2 separate regions of the Sus scrofa genome follow, and region 1 is linked to region 2. The links are chromatin contacts, called in public HiChIP or PLAC-seq maps. All regions are on one chromosome and are shown on one strand. The core of a region is the stretch at or near the end of the contact, and the rest is flanking DNA. Distances in the headings are between cores, read along the strand shown. Region 1 holds the start of MBTD1 (MBT domain-containing protein 1). Region 2 holds the start of NME2 (NME/NM23 nucleoside diphosphate kinase 2).

Region 1 (2,700 bases), core at 149-2,648, 87 kb after region 2:
GAGAAAATATGAGAAGTAAAAACGGAATCCACTTAACAGGGACATTAATGAGTCTCATAAGGGCAGGCCAGCAACAATCAGAAGTGAACGGAAAGGGCTTTCCTGGGAAGCAGCGAGCGCGTCTGTAAGGGTTGGGGCAGAGGCCAGGCTACCTACCACTTTTCAGAGAGGCTGCACGGGGGCCGGCTGCCTTGGGTGACCTCTACTGTCTCTTCCGACTCTGAAATGTTAGGATTCTCATTTCACAAAAGGGAACGCGACGGTCATAAAGCCCTCCGACTTAGGACCCTTGTAAATAGGCTGCCTCGTCGGCAGCTTCCCAAACACCACTCCCACCTCTCCCTCCCACACGTGCCCACCCCGCCCCCTTTCAATTTTTCCACCTCCACGTGCGAAACGCCTCGCAGCACTCGCCCCACAGCGGAGAGCGCCTTCCCCTGCAAAGCACCGAAACTCTGCCCCCCTGGGAGAGGTGAGGCGTCCACTCTGCGACCCTGAGCGGCCAAAAAAGGAACTCTCAAATCCAGTCTGCCCCCCTCGCAGCCAGAGCTGAAGGAGGAGGGGGGCGGGACGCAAAGAATAACTTTCTTCTAAAATTTCTCGTCCAGAAAGCGGAGGAGGGGGGGGGGAGAGAGAGAACCCCGAACAGTCCGGGGCTGAGCGGGTGGGGGGAGGGGAAACCCCCTCTCCCCGCATCGTTTAACGGCCGGCAGGGGGGAGGGGGACTCCGGAGGTGAAGGGGGCGTGGGATGGAGAAGCAGGCCAGGGAGCAGGGTCAGGGAGCTGCAGGGGTTCCTGAGGTTGGGGAGCTGCGGGCGTCCCCCCCACCTGGCACACAAAGCAGCTGCCGCGCTCGGCTCTCACCAGATCCTTTGTGTTTTCCATCAGGGCCTCATGGGTAGGGGTTGTCCGTGCTCCCCAGGCCCGCGGCGCCCCCTCCCGAGCTGGGGGCAGACGCCTCTGCCCAGAACTATGGCGACTACAGGGGGGGCCCCGGATGGGCCCAGACCGGTGGCAGCTGCGGCAGCCCCCGGATTTCCCCCCTTTAACTCGGGTGGCCCCAGGATATCAACAACATTAGCATAGCCCTCCCTCCCTAGCGCGCCTGCGCCGTGACCCGCGCCCCGATTGGCCCACTTCCCTACATACCCTCCTCTCAGTCTTCCAGCATGGGACCCTCTGCAGGCTCCGTACTCCACGGGCCGTACCAAGACGAAGGGGTGGAAAAGGCAATTGGGGCTCGTGTAAGTCAAGTGGTTAAAAGTCAGGAAGGAAAGGAGAAATTTCATCCCGTCACCTCAGTTTATACCCTAGCATTCTTGCGTTCCTTTCAATCACTTGTAGCTGCGAAGTTGTGTTGGAAGAAAATTCCCACTCCAGTTACGACGCTTCCCCCTCTACTCGGAAGATTGGTCCTCCCGGAGGAACTCCCACACGGGGAGGAGCTCTTGCGGGGAGTGGGCGTTACGTAGAGCGAGAGAGTGTTGGTCACGTGCTCACAGGCGTTGCAGGCTCTTTCCGGCCTCCGGCAGCCCCAGCAGCAGCGGAAAGCGAGGGGCCTCGGCGCATGCGCAGTGAGGTTCCACGTGAGCGCCCGCGTTCCTTCTCAAACCCAAGGATGCCGCCGGAACGGAGGGGCCGAGCGAGACCGGACAGGACACCCGGAGTGAGACCGGGCCGGAAGACCCAAGTGAAGCCGGGCCGGAGAGCTGGACTGGGGCGGGCTGGGCCGCCCCGAAAGGCTGCTGCTTCATCCCAGCGGCAACCGCCGGCCCCGCCGGGAGCAGCGGCCGCTGCGATAGCAATCGCGGCGGAGGAGGAGAGACGGCTCCGGCAGCGGAATCGCTTGAGGCTGGAGGAGGACAAGCCGGCCGTGGAGCAGTGCCTGGAGGAGCTGGTCTTCGGCGATGTGTTGGACGACGAGGACGCGCTGCTGCGGCGTCTGCGGGGCCCGCGGGTGAGGGAGGCCGAGGCGCGCGGGCTGGGCGCTCGGTGGGCGGTGAGTCTCCAGGGGCGGAGCCTGGGAGACCTGCGGCGCAGAGGAGCTCTCAGGTGGGAGGGAGCCGGGAACGCGGGCGCCCAGGGGTGCCACTCTGAAAGTCTCCGGAGGGCGGAGACAGCGCTTCACTCCCTTGGGAACCGCTTTCCCAGGTATCTAGCAGGCGCTCAATACATACTAATCTGTGTTGAAAGTCTTGAGCATTTTTCGCAGCTCAACCCCATCATCTCCTAAACTCGGTGCTCCTTTCCGCTTGGCCGTTCAGTAGCCTGCCTCAATATCTTGTGATTCGGGGATTCCACCTCGTTTGTGGAGTAAGAATTCATGGGCACGGGCCTGAGAGTCTGTTTTAACAGTTTATCCATATGATAGACTAGCTAGCTTTTGAGAACGATCTTGCCTTCGTCTAGCCAGTAAATCTCTGTGGGCCAGTTTGGCACCAGATACTTTTCCTGGCAATGAGAACCCTGCATAATATTTTTTGCACACTTTTTGCCTCTTTTTTTTTTTTTTTTTTTAAATCCTGAACCTGTTTTTTATTCCAAGATAGGCTATTTCTAGGCATTCTCTAGGCACTGGAAGAGAAGCAGCAATGCAGGAAAACATCCCTTCCTTCTTGGCGCTTTTGTGTTAGTGGTAGAGGCAGAAGATAAAGTTCAGGTATGTCAGTGAAGTGCTGAAGAGAAAAAATAAAGGTACTC
Region 2 (2,700 bases), core at 163-2,662:
CAGTGAAATGTCTACTCTCGACATGTGATAACTCTAAAAAGGAAGCCCCAATAAAAGTGTACTGCAGATTGAGGCCCAAGGGAACACGGGGTGTCCCTGCTTTGGAATAAAGACTGCCAGTGTACTGTGGTTTCATTTAAGGCCCTACACTAGAAGTCTGAAAAGCCTGCAAGGGGTAATAGAGCCATGTCATCCAACACAGGTTATCGGCGGGGTGCCAGGACCACTAGGGGGATGACCCAGGATTCCTGCGGTCAGCTCACTGCCCTGAGAATAGAGACACTGGGGCTCTGCCCATCTCAGGCTACAAACACTGCTGTACAGGGGTCAGGACACATACTGAGAGGATGGGCTTGCTGGCTCCTCCAGGGAAGCTGGGTATCACCGAAGCGTAGCTAGTGGTTTGCAGGCAGAGAGGAGACAGAGATTGTCTGCAAACATATGTCAGGCCTGATTTCTTTCTTTCTTTCTTTTTTTTTTTGTCTTTTCTTGAGACGCTCCAGCAGCATATGGAGGTTCCCAGGCTAGGGGTCTAATTGGAGCTGTAGCCGCAGGCCTAGCCAGAGCCACAGCAATGCGGGATCCGAGCCGCGTCTGCAACCTACACCACAGCTCATGGCCACGCCGGATCCTTAACCCACTGAGCAAGGCAGGGAACGAACCCGCAACCTCATGGTTCCTAGTCGGATTCGTTAACCACTGCGCCACGACGGGAACTCCTGTCAGGCCTGATTTCTATGAGAGAATCTAGCATCTAGTCAAGGGTGTATCTCAGGCTGAACTGGATAATCTGACCGCAGGATAATACTGGGGCAGAGATCATCATTTCTGAGTGGGAACAGGGCAGCGAAATTGGTCTGGGAAAGTGGGTGGGGAGACAGGCAGCACGGAGCCGGGCACTCTGTGGAAATCACCGGGTATTTTGCTAAATGAGCATTCATGCCATCCTCCAGGCAGGATGAGTCATCAGAGCAGGGCCGAGGGGTCAGATAGTGTTTGAGAAGCCTTCTGAGGGAGGCTCCTTGCCAAAGATGTGAGGTTGAGGCGCACTGGGAGGCTGCCGGTTCGGATGAGGGAGGTGGAGGGCTAGAAGCAGGGCTCCAGCAGAGAGGAGGGAAAGGGGAAACTGGATTTCACAGGTAGAATAAGGACCTGTGGTGCCTGAGCGGGAGGCGAGAAAGCTTAGCTCTGGGTGCTCGGCGGAGGGGGAAAGCAGAAGGTACCGGCCGGGATGCGGCCTCGAGAGCGGGACAGGTTTTCGTGCGGGCGCGCGATGGGAGGCAATTTAGAAAGGAGGTGGATTGGACGCCCGCGGCCCTACCGTGGCACGTCCAGGTGGAGAGGAAACCACTTCCTGGCCCAGGAGCCCTCCCCGGCTTCTTCCGCAAACCCGGGGCGTGGACAGAGTCGTCCGGCCGCCTCCCGCCTCGCGGGTTGGGCGGCGGGCCGTCCGGGGTGTGGCCGCGGTGGGCCCCTCCTCCGCGGGCTCCAGGCCGCGGGGGTCCCTCCGCTCTCAGGTCTCCGCTCACTTCTCCACCGCTGCTCGCTGCCCGCCCTCCAACCGGTAAGGTAGCGGCTCCTTCGCCTTCCCGCCCTCGGGCCCCTTTCCGCTCGCGCTGCGGCCGGCCGGTCCCGGGCCGCAGGCCCCCCCCCCCCCCCCGCTCGGCCCCGCAGGCCCGGCCTTCCTCTCGGGGCCCCTGCCGCGTCCCCTCCGCTGGCGCCCGGGTTGGCCGAGGGGCGGCGGCAGGGCGGCGGCCTCCGGGAGGCCACGTGTCCCCGCAGAAGCGTCTGCGGGCGGGGGCGGGTGCCACGTGGCCTCGGGGCCCGGGTCCGGGGCCCCGGTGCGGCCTGTGTGGGCCCTGCCGCGGGGTCCTGAGTGCACCTGCCGCTTGCAGGACCATGGCCCACGCGGAGCGCACCTTCATCGCGGTCAAGCCGGACGGCGTCCAGCGCGGTCTCGTGGGCGAGATCATCAAGCGCTTCGAGCAGAAGGGATTCCGCCTCGTTGCCTTGAAGTTCCTTCAGGTACATGCCCCGCTTCCCTGCCCCTGCGGCCTCAGGGTCGCGGGTGGTACTTCTTACCCCAGTGGCGATGCAGGTCTTTTTTCCCAGTCAGAGACCCCCCCTCGAATGATTTCGCCCCTGCGAGAACCTCTTTGCCCTGGGTCCCCTCCCCAGGGTGCCTCGGCCCCACTGACCCTTCCTCGAAGCCCGGGGGGAAAGACGCCCTTGGAAGGTTAAGCGGAGGTAACGTGACTCGGGCTCCGGGGCTGCTTCCTCCCCGCGGCTGCGTTGGGCCGTGGGCCGCAGGGGGGCAGCAGGGAGTGGAGAAGGCCTGAGCCTCGGGCCCACGCGGGTCCACCCAGGCTGGGGCTGGAGGGTGGAATCCTTTTGTGCTTTAGCTTGCAACTCTTGAGAGGCTTGAGATTTTCAGGGGGGTGCTCTTTCTTCTGCTTATTTTCTGCAGGCTCTCGTTGGCTTAGGGCAGTAACTTTATTTTCCACATTAAAATTGGGGCTTGGATCCGGACCCGTAAGGGATAAATAAGAACTGAAATTTAAACTAAACTCATCAGTGAAGAGGAGGTGGTTCTCAGTTCAAGTCTGAAATGTTTAAAAGGGCATTGTGGGCCAGAGGGTTTGATATGGCTGCTGCCATATTTCCTTTGATTCCAGCCGACAGTTAACTTCCTAAATCTAG

Evidence for each region. HiChIP or PLAC-seq counts read pairs in DNA pulled down with a chosen protein or histone mark.
Region 1: an H3K27ac HiChIP or PLAC-seq map of alveolar macrophages shows a contact between it and region 2. The contact joins the promoter of MBTD1 here to the promoter of NME2 in region 2. A contact is called at or near these places in 2 of 5 promoter capture datasets (fetal liver and liver), 2 of 47 Hi-C or Micro-C datasets (liver and skeletal muscle) and 1 of 2 datasets of contacts at active chromatin or transcription factors (alveolar macrophages).

The regions. Positions count from the first base shown.
Region 1 is chr12:27,525,014-27,527,713 of Sscrofa11.1, forward strand. It overlaps MBTD1 (MBT domain-containing protein 1), which reads right to left and starts at 1,399. Exons shown (of 17, transcript XM_021067227.1): 1 at 1,150-1,399. It overlaps UTP18 (U3 small nucleolar RNA-associated protein 18 homolog), which reads left to right and starts at 1,167. Exons shown (of 14, transcript XM_003131596.5): 1 at 1,167-1,957. The coding sequence starts at 1,568.
Region 2 is chr12:27,438,117-27,440,816 of Sscrofa11.1, forward strand. NME2 (NME/NM23 nucleoside diphosphate kinase 2) reads left to right here and starts at 1,413. Exons shown (of 5, transcript NM_001044610.2): 1 at 1,413-1,564; 2 at 1,896-2,025. The coding sequence starts at 1,900.